Linked DNA regions of Sus scrofa: region 1 is linked to region 2. A link is a contact called in public promoter capture Hi-C data. All regions are on one chromosome and are shown on one strand. Each heading gives the region's core, a stretch centred on a gene start, on an enhancer-like site or on the middle of the called end of the contact. The rest is flanking DNA. Distances are from core to core; before and after follow the strand shown. Region 1 holds the start of NCLN (nicalin). Region 2 holds the start of MRPL54 (39S ribosomal protein L54, mitochondrial).

What was found. Promoter capture Hi-C pulls out the DNA fragments that hold promoters and counts their contacts.
Region 1: a promoter capture Hi-C map of liver shows a contact between it and region 2, with 2.8 times the contacts expected there. The contact joins the promoter of NCLN here to the promoter of MRPL54 in region 2. A contact is called at or near these places in 2 of 5 promoter capture datasets (fetal skeletal muscle and liver) and 1 of 2 datasets of contacts at active chromatin or transcription factors (alveolar macrophages).

Annotation. Positions count from the first base shown.
Region 1 is chr2:75,386,984-75,394,197 of Sscrofa11.1, reverse strand. NCLN (nicalin) reads left to right here and starts at 3,597. Exons shown (of 14, transcript XM_021084134.1): 1 at 3,597-3,965. The coding sequence starts at 3,782.
Region 2 is chr2:74,925,903-74,932,854 of Sscrofa11.1, reverse strand. MRPL54 (39S ribosomal protein L54, mitochondrial) reads left to right here and starts at 4,659. Exons shown (of 3, transcript XM_003123056.5): 1 at 4,659-4,819; 2 at 5,507-5,672; 3 at 6,302-6,952. The coding sequence starts at 4,702. The coding sequence ends at 6,434. APBA3 (amyloid beta A4 precursor protein-binding family A member 3) reads right to left here and starts at 2,778. Exons shown (of 14, transcript XR_002341692.1): 1 at 2,632-2,778; 2 at 1,384-2,013; 3 at 1,256-1,295.

The DNA of each region.
Region 1 (7,214 bases), core at 2,348-4,847, 460 kb before region 2:
ACCTGCTGAGCCACAATGGGAACTCCAAATTTCCCCTTTGGTCACCCTATTCCATTGTGAGTCATCTTAACTAATTATACCTGTAACAATCCTAGTTCCCAAATAAGGTCTTAGGAGGTTAGGATTTCAAGACATGAATTTTTTGGGGGAAACGCAATTCAGCCTGTAACCCTCGGTCACACTAGCTACATTTCAAGTGCTCAATGGGACTAGTGGCTTGTGGCTATTGTTTTGGACAGTGTAGACACAGGACATTTCCACCATCAGAACAGAAAGTTCTGTTGGCCAGGCTGGAAAAAGTTCCAAGCATATATCAGATGCAGAATAAGCTGAGGTACCTCTTACCTTTACCTGACTCCTGGTGTGTTTATCTGGGACGGTGGCAGGCAGGGTGTGGGGTCTTGGTGAAATCTGGCATGAGTGAAGTCTGGACCTCCTTGAATCCTGTATCCCAGGCCTGTGTAAGCTGGTCCCGTGGCCCCCTCTGCCCTCTGGCGTGTCATATTTTGCCGTGTCTGAGTTGGACTGTTAGTTGCTCCCTTCTCTCTTTTTTTTTTTTTTTTTGTCTCATTTTAGGGCTGCACCCTCAACATATGGAAGTTCCCAGCTTGGGGTCCAATCGGAGCTGTAGCTGCTGGCCTACACCACAGCCACGGCAACAACAGATCTGAACCACATCTGCAACCTACACCACAGCTCACGGCAATGCTGTATCCTTAATCCACTGAGCAAGGCCAGGGATTGAACCTGCATTCTCATGGATGCTAGTCACATTTGTTTCCGCTGAACCACGATGGGAACTCCTGTTGCTACCTTCTGTCTGGGGCCTTTGCACCTGCCTTTGTTGCTCCCACTAGAGTGGTCTGCCTGGCACTTGCCCTGACCATCCTTCAGTTCTCAACTTTAACATCACCTCCTCCAGGAAGTCTCCTTGATTTTTCCTCCTCTCTAGCCCTCTTCTGGGCTCCTACAGCTGCCTGTGCATCCCCATCATAGCTCCAATCACCCCCTGGTCACACATCCACCTTCTCCCCTGGACTTTGGGCTCTGTGAGAGTGGAAATAGTGACAGTGTCTAGGTCAGCACAGGGCCCAGCGGACAGTAGGTGCTCCATGATCTGGGGCTCTGAGAGAACTGGACTCAGCAGCACTCCTTCCACTGAGCCTTGGAAGCCTCTCCCCTTCCTTATTCTCAACCCACCTCCCTGACTGTGGTGGCACTGTCCCCATGAATCCTGACTTCTGCTCGTTAGGTGGCTCAGGTGTCTGTAACTCATTTCCATTCTCCAGCTCTGCCACACACTACAGGCTTCAGTTTCCTCATCTGTAAAATGAGGATATTGATATCCCCTGCCGTCCAGGGATATTGATAAGCAAGGAGTATAAAGGCCCTCAAACTATTATGTGTATGTTTTTAAATGACAAATAACAACAAAGCCTTATATATCACTCAACAATATTCTTGTCACTTTTGTATTAACTCATTTAATTCTTGCAAAACCTCCAGGAGGCAGACATCATCATTAACTTCAGTTTGCAGATGGTGAAACCAATGCCCAGAGAGGTTAGATAACTTACACAAAGTCACACAGCTGGGAAGAGGCAGAGATGGGAGTCAAACCCAGGCAGGTGACTTCTTGATCCCTGCTTGTTACTGCCTCTTTGATGAATGAATGAATGAATAAATACCAGTTCCTTCCCTCTTTGGAAAACTCAGAACAAATGTTCCATTTCATCCTTTGGGCTGTCCTAGGTTTCATATCCACAAAGCAGGATTAATTGAATCTTATTTTACAGACAGAAAAAACCAAGGGTCAGGAGAGGAGGCAGCATGAACAGCTCTCGAGTCGAATTCCTGCTATCTGAGCCAAGTTCAGGCTGTTTTCTTTCTCTAATTCTGGGTGAGTGTGTGTGTGCGTGTGTGTGAGAGACGCATGTGCATGTCTTGCCTGTTCATAGCCTGGAGTGGAAGAATAGGGTTGGATGGAGAAGCAGGTAATAAACATTTGCTGCTGAGGATTATGTGGGCCAGAATGAGTTCTCATCCCTTTCCCAGCCCTACCGGGCCGCTCATTACTCCTGGTGCCTAGGACCTCCCTGGAGAGGCCTCGGGATGGCCAGAAGCAGGGGACATAGCTGGGAGGGCTGGGCTGGTGTGTTGGGGTGTTCATGACTCTTTCATTCACTCACGCAACCACTGTGTGTCAGGCTCTGTTCTGGACACTGGAGTTCCAGCGAAAAATAACCTGGTGCCTGCCCACATAACGGTCACAGTTTGGTAGGGTTGACAAGCCTCAAACTAAGAGATGCCCATCATTTCAGTAAGGAGCTAGCCATGCAGAAAGGTGGGGTGGGGGAGGGGCGTGAGTGTTTCGCAGGGATAGCAGATGCAGCAGCTCTGAGGCTGCACAAGCTTGGTGCTTTCTCCTAATACCAACACTTATTGAGCATTTCACGTCTGCCTTGCTTTTTCCAAGTCGGTTCACGTGGATTATCTTATTGAATCTTTACACACCCCTGGGGAGCCCAAGAAGAGTGTTTGATGATCATATTTGGCAGCTGAGGAAAAAGAGGGTCAGAGAGGTGAAGCAACATGCCCAAGGTCACACAGCCTGGGAAGTGGATGAGCTGGGACTTGAACCCATGCTATTAATCAGCATAACTGCCACTTCTCCCTTGGGTAGGAGGGAGGGCCCAATTCCTTTGGCAACAGTATCAGAGTCTGGGGGCTAGGGCCAGTGTGCTCTGCACCCTGTGGCCTCGGTCTTCCCATCTGTACAAGAGGGTGTGAATTACTAATGCTCTTCAACGCCTCCAGGGACCCTGAGACAATTGGATTCTTAGGGTGCCCAGATAAGAAAATACAAATCTGAGACACCCAGTGAAATTTGAATTTCTAACACTAAACTTTTTTTTTTTTTTAATATGAGAATGTCCCCAATATAAATAAGCATAAGCACAAAATAATTATCTCTCCAATCTTGGCACAACGCCTGGCTCCTGACTACAAGTCCCACAATCCATTGCGACATCCCTTAGGAACCTTCTATCAGGATTTCTTTATTCTATTTCATTCATTTATCCAAAAATTATATAAACCATCCACTGTGTGCTAGACCCTGTGTTACGTTATGAGGTATAAATCAGTGCACAAAGCAGACAAAATTCTTTGTCCTTATGTAGTTTAACATCTATATTCTTTGGGAATTTTAAGTGATTTTTCTCCAACTTCTGTCTAAAAGACTCCAGCTCCCATGACCCCTTGCGCTTGCTCAATTAGACTACAATTCCCAGGAGACCTAGAGTATCACGTTCCACTCCCCCCCGCCCCCCGTCCCCAATTGCTTCCAAACTTACTTCCGGGTCGCGAGGTCACATCCTGCAACACACCCCCTTCCCTCCTCTTTTCCCAAAGTAAAGCAGAATTTCAGTAAGTTCCACTGCTAATAGCATTTTTAAAGTCTCTGTAGCTTCTGGCTTGGAGTTTATGTGAAACTTTAGCCAAACGGTCCCCTTCACCCTTCGCCATCTGGAAGTAACGGAATGGGCCTACGATTCCCAGATGCCTCCGCGCGCGCCTGGAGAACTACAACTTCCAGTCGGCAGGGCGGCGGGCATGTAGCCCTCAGCGGTGCCCTCAGGACCCCGAAGCGGATGCAGGCTGCCCGGCACGGCGCCCGCAGGACCCCGGCGCCTACCCATGCCGAGGTGAGTCCGCGGGAGTCGCCGCTGTCGCCGTCCCGTCCCCGCCGCCGCCCCGCGCGGCCCCGCCGCCGGCCAGGATGTTGGAGGAAGCGGGCGAGGTGCTGGAGAACATGCTGAAGGCGTCGTGCCTGCCACTTGGCTTCATCGTTTTCCTGCCCGCCGTGCTGCTGCTCGTGGCGCCGCCGCTGCCAGCCGCCGACGCGGCGCACGAGTTTACCGTGTACCGCATGCAGCAGTACGACCTGCAGGGACAGCCCTATGGTACGTGGACCCGGGCCCCTCATCTCCCCACGGAGTCCGGCTCTCCTCCTGGGCCCCTGGCCTACCCCGGCTTTGCCTACCCCAACCTGCTTTCCCACTCAGACTCCCCCTTTACTGGGGCCCTGGCCTACTCCAGCCGGGATACCTCTCTCCCTTGGTTTGGTCTCTGCTCTTCGGGCCCTAGGACCCGTCTCTCCCACCTGTCTAGCAGGAGTCCAAGCGCAGACCTCACTTGGTCTCTAGACTCTTACCCAAGACCCCTGGCAAGTCAGAGCCTGAACACCTAGATCCACGCTAGGCCCCCAGCTCTCTCTGCCTAATGCCCCAGGAACCTGCTGCACTGGCACTCCCAGCTCCCCGGCCCCGACAAGGGCTATATGCTCCAGAAGTCAGAGCTCTTACTCTCAGGCCAGGCTCCTCCTGCGTTTGGACTCCTGGGTCCCCTCTCTCTCTGATTCCCACGTGGACCAGAGCTCCAACCTTTGACCTACTTGACTTGGACTGGAGCCTCTCAGCTCGGTTCTGCCAGGCTGAGCTTCCCAACCATCCATAGCCCAGAGCACCCTGGTGCTCTTTGTCCAGTGCCCACATTCTGCCCCCCTTAGGGCTCAAGAGCTCTGATCGCCAACCTCAGCGTGGCCCGGTGTCCAGGTCTCTCTCTCCTAGGCTCTGCTTCCTGGTCGCAGCTTATGTGTCAGGTTCCTCAGAAGGGCTTAGCTAATCCCTCCGCCCCCACCCCCTTTCAGTCCCTTGTGTTTGGGCTCCTGAAATCTCCTAGACCCCATATTTTGTTCTCTCCTTTGGTGCATACCCATCTGTCGGCTTCCTGGGACACTCCCGCTCCTTCCCAGGATTTCAGACGCAGAGGCCTAGATCCTACTCCCCAGCCCTGTTCCCTCATCTCTCAGACCTCGTTGCCCAGCTCATTTTAAATTCCCCTCTCTTTTCCCAGCTTTGCTGTATCTGGTGTTCCAGAACCTTCCGGCCTGGTGTCTTAGGTCCCCACAAGTTAACGCCTGCCCTCCCTATGAGGAAACCCCCTCCCCATTCCTCCTGGTCCTGGTTCATCTCTGAGCCCTGGTTCTATTGGACTTGCCCCTGCAATTGGGACCTTAGGCCCAGCCTGGACCCCCTGCCACTGCCGGGCCCTTGAGGGGCCCCGGTTTCTTGGGACTTTCTCTCAGATCCTTCCCTGTCCCAGAGTTATGTCATTTCTGTTTAGTGCAATGATTGTCAACCTACGGGTCACTGAGTGATGACTGTTGTTGTCATGGAGGGGGGCCTCTGGCATTGAGTGGATGGGGCCAGGAAGGGTGCTCCACCCCACACAGTGCCCAGGATGGCTCCCCCACAGAATGGTCTGGGCTGGAATGTCAGCAGTGCCAAGAGGGGGCTTACAGTGATGGCTCTAGACCCGAGGCCCCAGGCTCCTAACCAGTGGGTTAGAAAGCCAGGAGCCCTAACGTGTGGTCCGTCTGTATGCATTGTTGGCATCCTCCTGAGGAGACAGTGCTGTCACGGCAGTGCTGTCGCAGGTGGCCACTGAAGATGTAGTTCATGCAACGGAGGAAAGGGATCTTCAGCGTTATTTAATTGTAATGAGCTGCTGTCCTGGTCTGGACAATCCTGAAATCCAGCAGGTCCAGATCCTGGAACTCTCCAGGAGGAGTTGCCCGCCGTTCCCTCACCTCATCAATCTGGCCTGCCTGCTGGGTGGCCCACTCTCCCCTCTGCAGATGGGTACTTCAGACTAGTGTCCTCCTTGAGAACCCTCTCTGCTTTCTCCCTGCCCTCCTCCCTCCCCTGTTCTGCCTCTCCTGCTGAGAAGCTGGGGATATGCTGGGGACAGAGGGAGCCCCTGGCTCTGCCGGTGGTGGAAGCTTTGAGAGTTGACCTGCTGGGTCATTGCTGATTGCAGAGTCCCCAGTGTCACCGCGCACACCCTTGCTCCCCGCCCCGCCTCCTGGTGCAACCCTTGCTGGGCCTCCTTTCCCAATTTCCTGTTCGCTCCTGTTGAGAAACAGGCGGGCGGGCTGCTGGGAAGGAGAGGCGTGTGCTCTTTGAGCTGGGGTGTGAGCTGGGCCCTGGGGTGTGACCTCATCCCCCCCCCCCTGCCCCGGACTCTGGCCCTGCTAGGGTGGCCTGCTTGTGCCCATCTCACTTGGTCCACATTGAAACAGGTCCTGGGAGGTGGGGATGTAACCAACCACCTGGGCAGGCTTGTAGGACTGCCTCACTGGGGCTGGGCTCTCTGCCCCGTGTTGTAAATAAAGTTTTATCAGCATGTGGCTATACCCACCAGTTGGTGGCTTCCTGCAGCAAAGGACAAGTGCCACCCACAAGGAGAGAAGACTGGCACTAGGCCATAGATAGAAAAGTTTGCAAACCCCGCTCAGGTCTGATCCTGTTGTGGAAATTGGTAACTTCTGTCCAGGTGTCCAGTGCCCACCCAGACACGAGGGTGACCGAGGCTATGCTGACTCCAGCCTCACCCCAGCAAAGACTGTTTCTGTTCTCGGGGTGCTCACACTCTGGGGACAGTTGGGGAGTTGGCATCCACCTGGCTCTGCTCTCACCTCTTCCCTCCTTCTACTTTCCCTGCAGAAAGTGGGTCACAGTAGGCTTCCCAGGCAGCCCTCTGTGTCCCCACCCTGAGGTGACATCTGAACCTCCCCTGGGAGTCTGCGGCTGGGACAGGTGGGGCACGGGGGAGGGGCTGCCCAGCATTCCCAAAGCTTCAAGGGCTCTTGAAGGTCTTTGCCATCCTCCAGCTCTGAAGGTGGCCCTAGAGCTGAGGAAAGGCCCAGAAGGGGTGGGGAGAGGCATGGAGCCACCAGCCTGAGGCCCACGGCCCAGCTTCACTCCTAGGTCATAGGCCCAAGGCCCTGAGACAGCCCTCCCCATTCCCACCTGGGACACTGTCATTTTTGCATTTCTCCCTGGGAACAGCCCTCAGGATGAGCTGTAGGAAGCTGCCTTTACCCCCATGGTGCATTCCTGGAAAGCAGAGGTGGAGACCTCACTCCTGGCCCTGAGCCTGGCCTGGTGTATCCCTGAGGACTTGGGTGTCACCTTGCCCTGCTGCCTCGACCTCCGAGCAGCACACTCTGACTCCTGTGGGGAAACAGACCCGTTTCTCTGCATTGTTATTCTATTTTTATTTTATTTTATTGGCCTCACACACAGGAAGTTCCCAGGCCAGGGATCAAATCCTCACCACAGCTAAAACCAGAACCACCACGGTGACAA
Region 2 (6,952 bases), core at 3,410-5,909:
CCTTTCCTATAACCAAAGAACTTGATATTTGACCCAGAATCTCATGTAGTTTGGGGTGAATATTCTATTGTCTTTTTTTTTTTTTTTTTTTTTTGAGGGCCACACCCATGGCATATGGAGGTTCCCAGGCTAGGGGTCAAATCAGAGCTGTAGCAGCTGGCCTACACCCCAGCCACAGCAACACCAGATCCAAGCTGCGTCTGCGACCTACACCACAGCTCACAGCAACGCCAGATCCTTAACACATTGAGCGAGAGCAGGGATCGAACCTGCAACCTCATGGTTCCCAGTAGGATTCGTTTCCACTGCGCCACGATGGGAACTCCATTGGGGGGAATATTCTAGAACAGATCTTCTCATGCTGTGAGGGGAAACTGGCAAAATCTTCTGCAAAGGGCTGAACAGTAAGTATTTTTTATTTTGTAGGCCAGATAAGTCTATTTTGCAACTACTCAGCCTGGCTGTTGTAACAAAAAGCTGCCACAGACAACACATGAATGCAAGGGCATGAGTTTATCCCAGTAAAACTTTATTTGTGAATACTTAAACTACCTATCATTTTCTTTTTTCTTGTCTTTTTGTATTTTCTAGGGCCACACCTGCGGCATATGGAGGTTCCCAGGCTAGGGGTCTAATTGGAGCTATAGCTGCCGGCCTTTGCCACAGGCACAGCAATGTCAGATCCAAGCCGCATTTGCGACTTACACCATAGCTCACGGCAACGATGCCGGATCCTTAACCCACTGAGCGAGGCCAGGGATCAAACCTGCAACTTCATGGTTCCTAGTCGGATCTGTTAACCACTGAGCCACAATGGTAACTCCTCGTTTTCATTTTTATGTTTTTGCTTTTTAGCTTTGATTCGACCCCCTAGCCGCTGGTGTGGCCCTAAAAAGCAAAAATAAATAAAAAATTTATAAATAAATAAAATAAAAATGCAAAGGTCATCTTAGCTCACAAGACATACCACAATAAGTGGCAGGCTGGATTTGATCCACAGACAGTTATTTGCCAACCCTTGCTCTAGAATCTAGGGCTACAATTTGCCAAGCATGCCCTACCACCCCCTACTCCTTGCAGAGAATTCTCATGAATGTCTCCCTTCCCCCAGTATCTGGAATCTCCTCAAAGCCAACCTCAGAGCCTCTATAGAAACAACTTCTTTCTGGCAAACTTTTTGCCAGATTTTGGGAACTTGAGTTGGGCCAATCTGAAGTCCCTAAGTCCCTGGGGCCAGGGTGGGTGGGACACTCACCCTCCTGGAGGGCAGGGTATGAAGCCAGGGTCTCGGGACTCTGGAAGAAGATAGAAGAGGGACAGGCCTGAGTCCTCCTTCTTGGCTTCCAGCAGTGGAGGTGGCCTCAGGGGCAGGGCAGGCTCTACCTTGACATTGGCAGGTGGCTCTTCAGGAGCAACCAGAGGTACTGTCTCCAGCCAGGGTTCCGGGGAGCTGCTTGAACTCCCACTGCCACCCCGCTCAGCAGAGGCTCCCTCAGCCCACTCCTGAGGGCCAGCATCTTCCTCTGGGTCCTCAGGGGGCTGCAACAGGCGAGGAGCAGGGTCCAGAGGTTCCTGGGGACACAACTGGGAAGGAGGGCACTCATCTTGCTGCAAAAGGCTCAGCAAGTCATCGCGGCCAGCCTCAGCAGACAAGAGCCCATGGGCATCGGTGATGTCCTGTGAGGCCAGACCATGGCCAGTGGCAATGTGCAGGGGACATGGGGCTCCATCTGGGGACAGGCCCACCAGATCACCTGGCAGAGCTTCAAACTGTTGTACCAGGTCCTGAATATTTAGCCCATCAAGTTCCATTTGACTCAGGCTGCTATGGCCTCCTGGCGCTGGGTCCCACTGGCAATCAGAGGAGAGATCCTGAGAGGGCAAAAGTGTATCCTTGGGTTCCTCCAACTCCATGGCTGGAGATCCTGGAGGAGGTTGGGAGGCTGGAGATCCTGGAGGAGGTTGGGAGGCTGTTAGGAATTCCATGCCAGGACCCCAGGCTCAAGCCAGCATCTGAAAAATAGAATCAAAGATGAGATTTCCTGGGTACCAACCTGTTACTAGGTGCTAGCTGGGTGCTGTTCATACAGGACACACAATGTAATCCCCGCCATACCCTCCAATGAAGGCTTTGCTATGATCCCCATTTTACAGATAAGGAAACTGAGGGCAGAAGGAGCAGTTTTAAGGCAGAGGTTCCCCATCCCTCTCACTACAAACCCCAGGGGATTCTTAGGTACCTGTTACCCCAGACCTCACCCCTTCCACGGACGATGTTCATCCCAGCCCTGGTTCTTCCAAGTCTTCCTCCCCAGACTGGAGACACACCCTTACCATACAGACTAGACAGGTAGAGGTCTCTGAGACCCGGGATTCAAGACCCCAAACTTCAAACTTAATACTAGAGCTCCAATACGCCAAAAAGCAGACTTTCATCTCAAGACCTCCAATGCCATGCTCAAGATTGACCCCAGGCTCGGACCTCGACCTCAGACCCAGCCTGAAGACATAACTTGACTCTAAAGCGGAGAACTAAGTACCTGTTCTCGCTCAGACCCCAGACTCAAGACTTCAGACCTGTGACCTCAGGCGCTGTCCCCAGACCTCGCTCTGCCCCTCCAGGATACTCACGTCCCAAACCGAGGTGGTCTCAACCCACGAGGCCCCCAGGACCCTGCGCCAGAGTTGGTCCAGTCCTGCCAGGCGCCGCCGCTTGCCAATTCCCAGACAGGGCGCCGGCAGATCTGTCCGCGCAGTCCTCCTGGATCACTGGGCATGCGCACGTCCCCGGGGCTTGCTGGGAAATGTAGTTCTGACCCTCCGCGAGGGGGCGCTAGATGTTGGGGCCGCTAGTTTGAATCCCAGACTTCCATTTACCCAGAGTGAAACCCAAGAGCTGGCCTCTGAGGCTTTTTTCCTCAACTGCAATATGGGGTTAAAAAGAACGCTGATTGTGGAGTCCCCATCCTGGCTCAGCGGAAACGAATCTGACTAGCATACATTGGGGACGCGGGTTCCATCGCAGGGTTAAGGGTCCGCCGCTACAGCTCGGATTTGACCCCTAGCATGGGAACCTCCATATTCCGCTTGTGCCCTAAAAAGAAAAAAGAAAAGATGGAGTTCCCGTCGTGGCTCAGTGGTTAACGAATCCGACTAGGAACCATGAGGTTGTGGGTTCGATCCCTGGCCTTGCTCAGTGGGTTAAGGATCCGGCGTTGCTGTGAGCTGTGGTGTAGGTTACAGAAGTGGCTCGGATCCCACGTTGCTGTGGCTCTAGCGTAGGCCGGCGGCTGCAGCTCTGATTCGACCCCTAGCCTGGGAACCTCCATGTGCCATGGGAGCGGCCCAAGAAATGGCAAAAAGGAAAACAAAAAAAAAAAAAAAAAAAGAAGAAGAAGAAAAGAAAAAAAGCACTGCTTGGGAGTTCCCTAGTGGTCTAGTGGTTAGGACTCAGCGTTGTCGCTGCTGCAGCCAAAGTTCAAATCCATAGTCTGAGAACTGAGATTCCGCATGCTGGAGCCAAAAATCAAAAGTGTGGCTCAGCTAGATCTGGCAGTTGTCACTGATGTGGCTCGTGGCTCTGGTTACCACTGTGGTGCGGGTTTGATCCCTGACCCAGGAACTTCCACATGCCACCGACACTAAAAAAGAAAGAAAAAGATGAAGAAATGAGACTGGGAGTTGCCATTGTGGCTCAGTGGTAACGAATCAGACCGACTGGCATTCTGGGCCTCACTCAGTGGGTTAAGGATCCAGCGTTGCTTTAAACTGTGGTGTAGGCCACAGGTGTGGCTCAGATCCTGTATTGCTGTGGTGTAGACTGGCAGCTACCACTCGATTTGACTCCTAGCCTCGAAATGTCCATGTGCCATGGGTGGGGCCCCTAAAAAGACAGGGGAAAAAATGAAGAAAGAAAGAAATGAGACTGGAAAATCCTAAACTAGCGTTAAGAGATTCTCTCAATTCCAGGGACACTGGAAGCAGGGCAGGGACCATACTGTGGACGGACTTTAGCTCACAGTAGGGAGGGTTAGGGTTAGCAGAATGGCTCACCTGTCTTAACGTTACCTCCCTGAGCTTCTGGCTTCCTTAATTGTAAACTGAGGATGATAAAATACATACCTACCTCCTAATCATGAGAATTAAACAAAATCGAGCTGATTATGGATTTAGCAATAGGGTTGGGACATAATGAGTCTAATATATGTCAGCTTTTATTACCTTCAGGTTTTCAGTAATTGCTCATTGAATAGAATCAGGAATGTATAAGGTGTGATACTTAAGGGAAGTGATAAGAAACCAAAGGACAAGAAGTCAAGGAAACATCCTTTGAATCAAGGAAAACCTACTGTATAGTACAGGGAGCTACATTCAATATCTTGTAATAACCTGTAATGAAAAAGAAGCTAACAAAGTATACATACATGTGTAACGATCCCTTTGTTATACAGCTGAAAAAAACACAACATTGTAAATCAACTATATTTTAATAAAAGTTTTTAAAAAAATCCACATCCTTTGAAAGTCCCCTCCTGCAGTAAACTAGGGATATCTATAAAAGTTTAAAGCAGTCAAAATAAATGTTGCCCTAAGACAAAATACTACGCTCCCCATAAATCGCTAGGAGCCTACAACTCCCAGGCACCCTTCGGTCGCTGACGTATTCCGGAAACGTGCACGTGCGGGCAGTCGGCATAGGTCATGGCGGCCAGACGCCTTTTCGGGGCTGCCCGTAGCTGGGCCGCCTGGCGGGCCTGGGAGCTCTCAGATGCCGCCGTTTCTGGGCGACTCCATGTACGAAATTACGCCAAAAGACCGGGTGAGCTGGGTTACGAGAGACCAAGACGGCAGTGGTGGGAACATTGGGAAGTTGGTAGTGCGCAAGCGCGGGTTGGGGAGGCGCGTCCTAGAATCAGCACGCAAGCTCAGAGGCCGCTGCTTAGCTCTGTGCAGGCGCAGTTCGAGGTACCTGGGCGCGATTGCAGTCAGTGCGCCGGCACCAGCGTGAAGCCCCTAAGGCTGTGGCTGGGGTCTGTGCTAGCTGGAGCAAAGTCGCCTTACTGGGAAAGGGTTTTCTTGGAAGGGTGCGGGGCTGAGGGGCCGAGGAAGTAATGAAGTTGGCCACCTCTCATGTTTCTGCCTCCAAATCGGTTACCTTTGGCAAGGATTGGAGCCATATGGGGACCCATCCAAGTATTAAAACGAAAAGAAATTTTCTCTGGAAACACCCTTGCCTGATTTCCTCTGTCGAAAGGAGGGACTTGGCAATTGTGAGGGTTTAAAAACACCAAGCAGCCGGCGGAGACTTTCTCCATGAGCTAAACATAAGGAATGAAAATGGAATTGGAAAGGGATGACTTGGTCACTTGAATGTTAGTGCCATTTAATGCAGTAGCCGTGTTCCAGTTTAAATGGTTTTGCATGTAGCATACAAGGTCCAGCCAGGGCAGAAAGGGGTGGCTTCTTGAGGGTGAAGTTGGGCTGAAATGATTCTACCCTATCACAGTCATTAAGGGGGGCAAAGGCGGCAAAGGCGCTGTGGTCGGTGAGGCTCTTAAGGACCCAGAGGTGTGTACAGACCCCTTCCGTCTCACCACACATGCCATGGGCGTCAATATCTACAAGGAGGGCCAGGATGTCGTTCTGAAGCCAGATTCTGAGTACCCAGAGTGGTAAGTGGACTGGGACTGGGTGAGGAGGGCCTGGCTAGTCAAATCTGAGGTTTCCAGAAGGCTTCCCTGGGAAGGTGATACGAGTCAAGACCTGAGTGGGTGAACAGAGCTTCAGAGGTGGATGGGAACAGTCAGTGCAAAGACCTGAACCTGGTCTGTTAGTGAGAGCAGGGGGCAAGGTGGAGAGTAGAGGGAGACAGGACAGGAACTTGATGGAGCACAGCCTGTGTGCACCCGGGGTGGGGGTGGGGCTGCAGGGAGGATTTTGCTCTTGGCCCTGAGGGCGGTGGCAGGATGTCGAAGCCCTTGGCGTGAGCTGATCCTTTAAGCTGGGGAAAGTTTAGAGAGGTTGAGTGAGTGAGTGGGGAGGCCATACAGGCAGGCAGTGACACAGGGACAATGGCTAGGAGGCAGAAGCCTTGGTCCACCTCAGATCCCAGGGCCATTGGGATAGGAGCACCCTCTCGTTCCACAACCAGGAACCTGGCTAGGGGTGGAGAGGGACGGTCCTGAGGTCATGCAGCCACCATGGGACTCAGTCCTGCTGCTGCCTCTGCCTAGAGTGCCTGGAGTGCGGAAGCCATGCAGGGGCTGCTCTGCAACCCCAACTACCGCCCACTCCCTGTCAGGCTGTTCGAGATGAACGTGGGCCCCCCCAAGAAGCTGGAGGAACTGGACCCCGAGACCCGAGAATACTGGCGGCTGCTGCGGAAACACAACATTTGGCGCCACAACCGGCTGAGCAAGAACCGAAAGTTCTAGCAGGCGAGGAACCAGAGCACCGGGACCTCCAAGGACCTGAGGAGACAGAAGGTGTAGGGAGGGGAAGTACCTCCACCTTCCCGCCCCCACAACCTTTTATTTTCCGGAAAAGACAGACTTTTCTGAAAACAGAGATCTTCCTCTCACTGGGGTTCCTGGGTGGTCCCCACAGTGAGGCCGAATTAAGGTCCTGGGGACCAGTAAAGACTTCTTGGGGCAATTGTTGACAGGCCCTGGATGGTGCTGGGTCATGTCTCACATTGGGGCCAGGAGGGACTTGGGGCAGGCAGTGGGGAGGGAGGTATACTTCAAACTCTGTGGTTCCATGGCCCAGCCTCCACTCCCAGTGGTTGGTCTGGCTTCTACAGGTCCATCTTCACTTCCATGCCTCACTGGGCTTCTTACCCTGATTCTTGGAATTCCTAGCATTGCCCAAGAGGCCCCAACCCCTGTCCTCACGTTGGGGGTGGATGGTTCTAGCTAAGCCTCTCTGGGTTACAGTGGACTCACACCTGAGC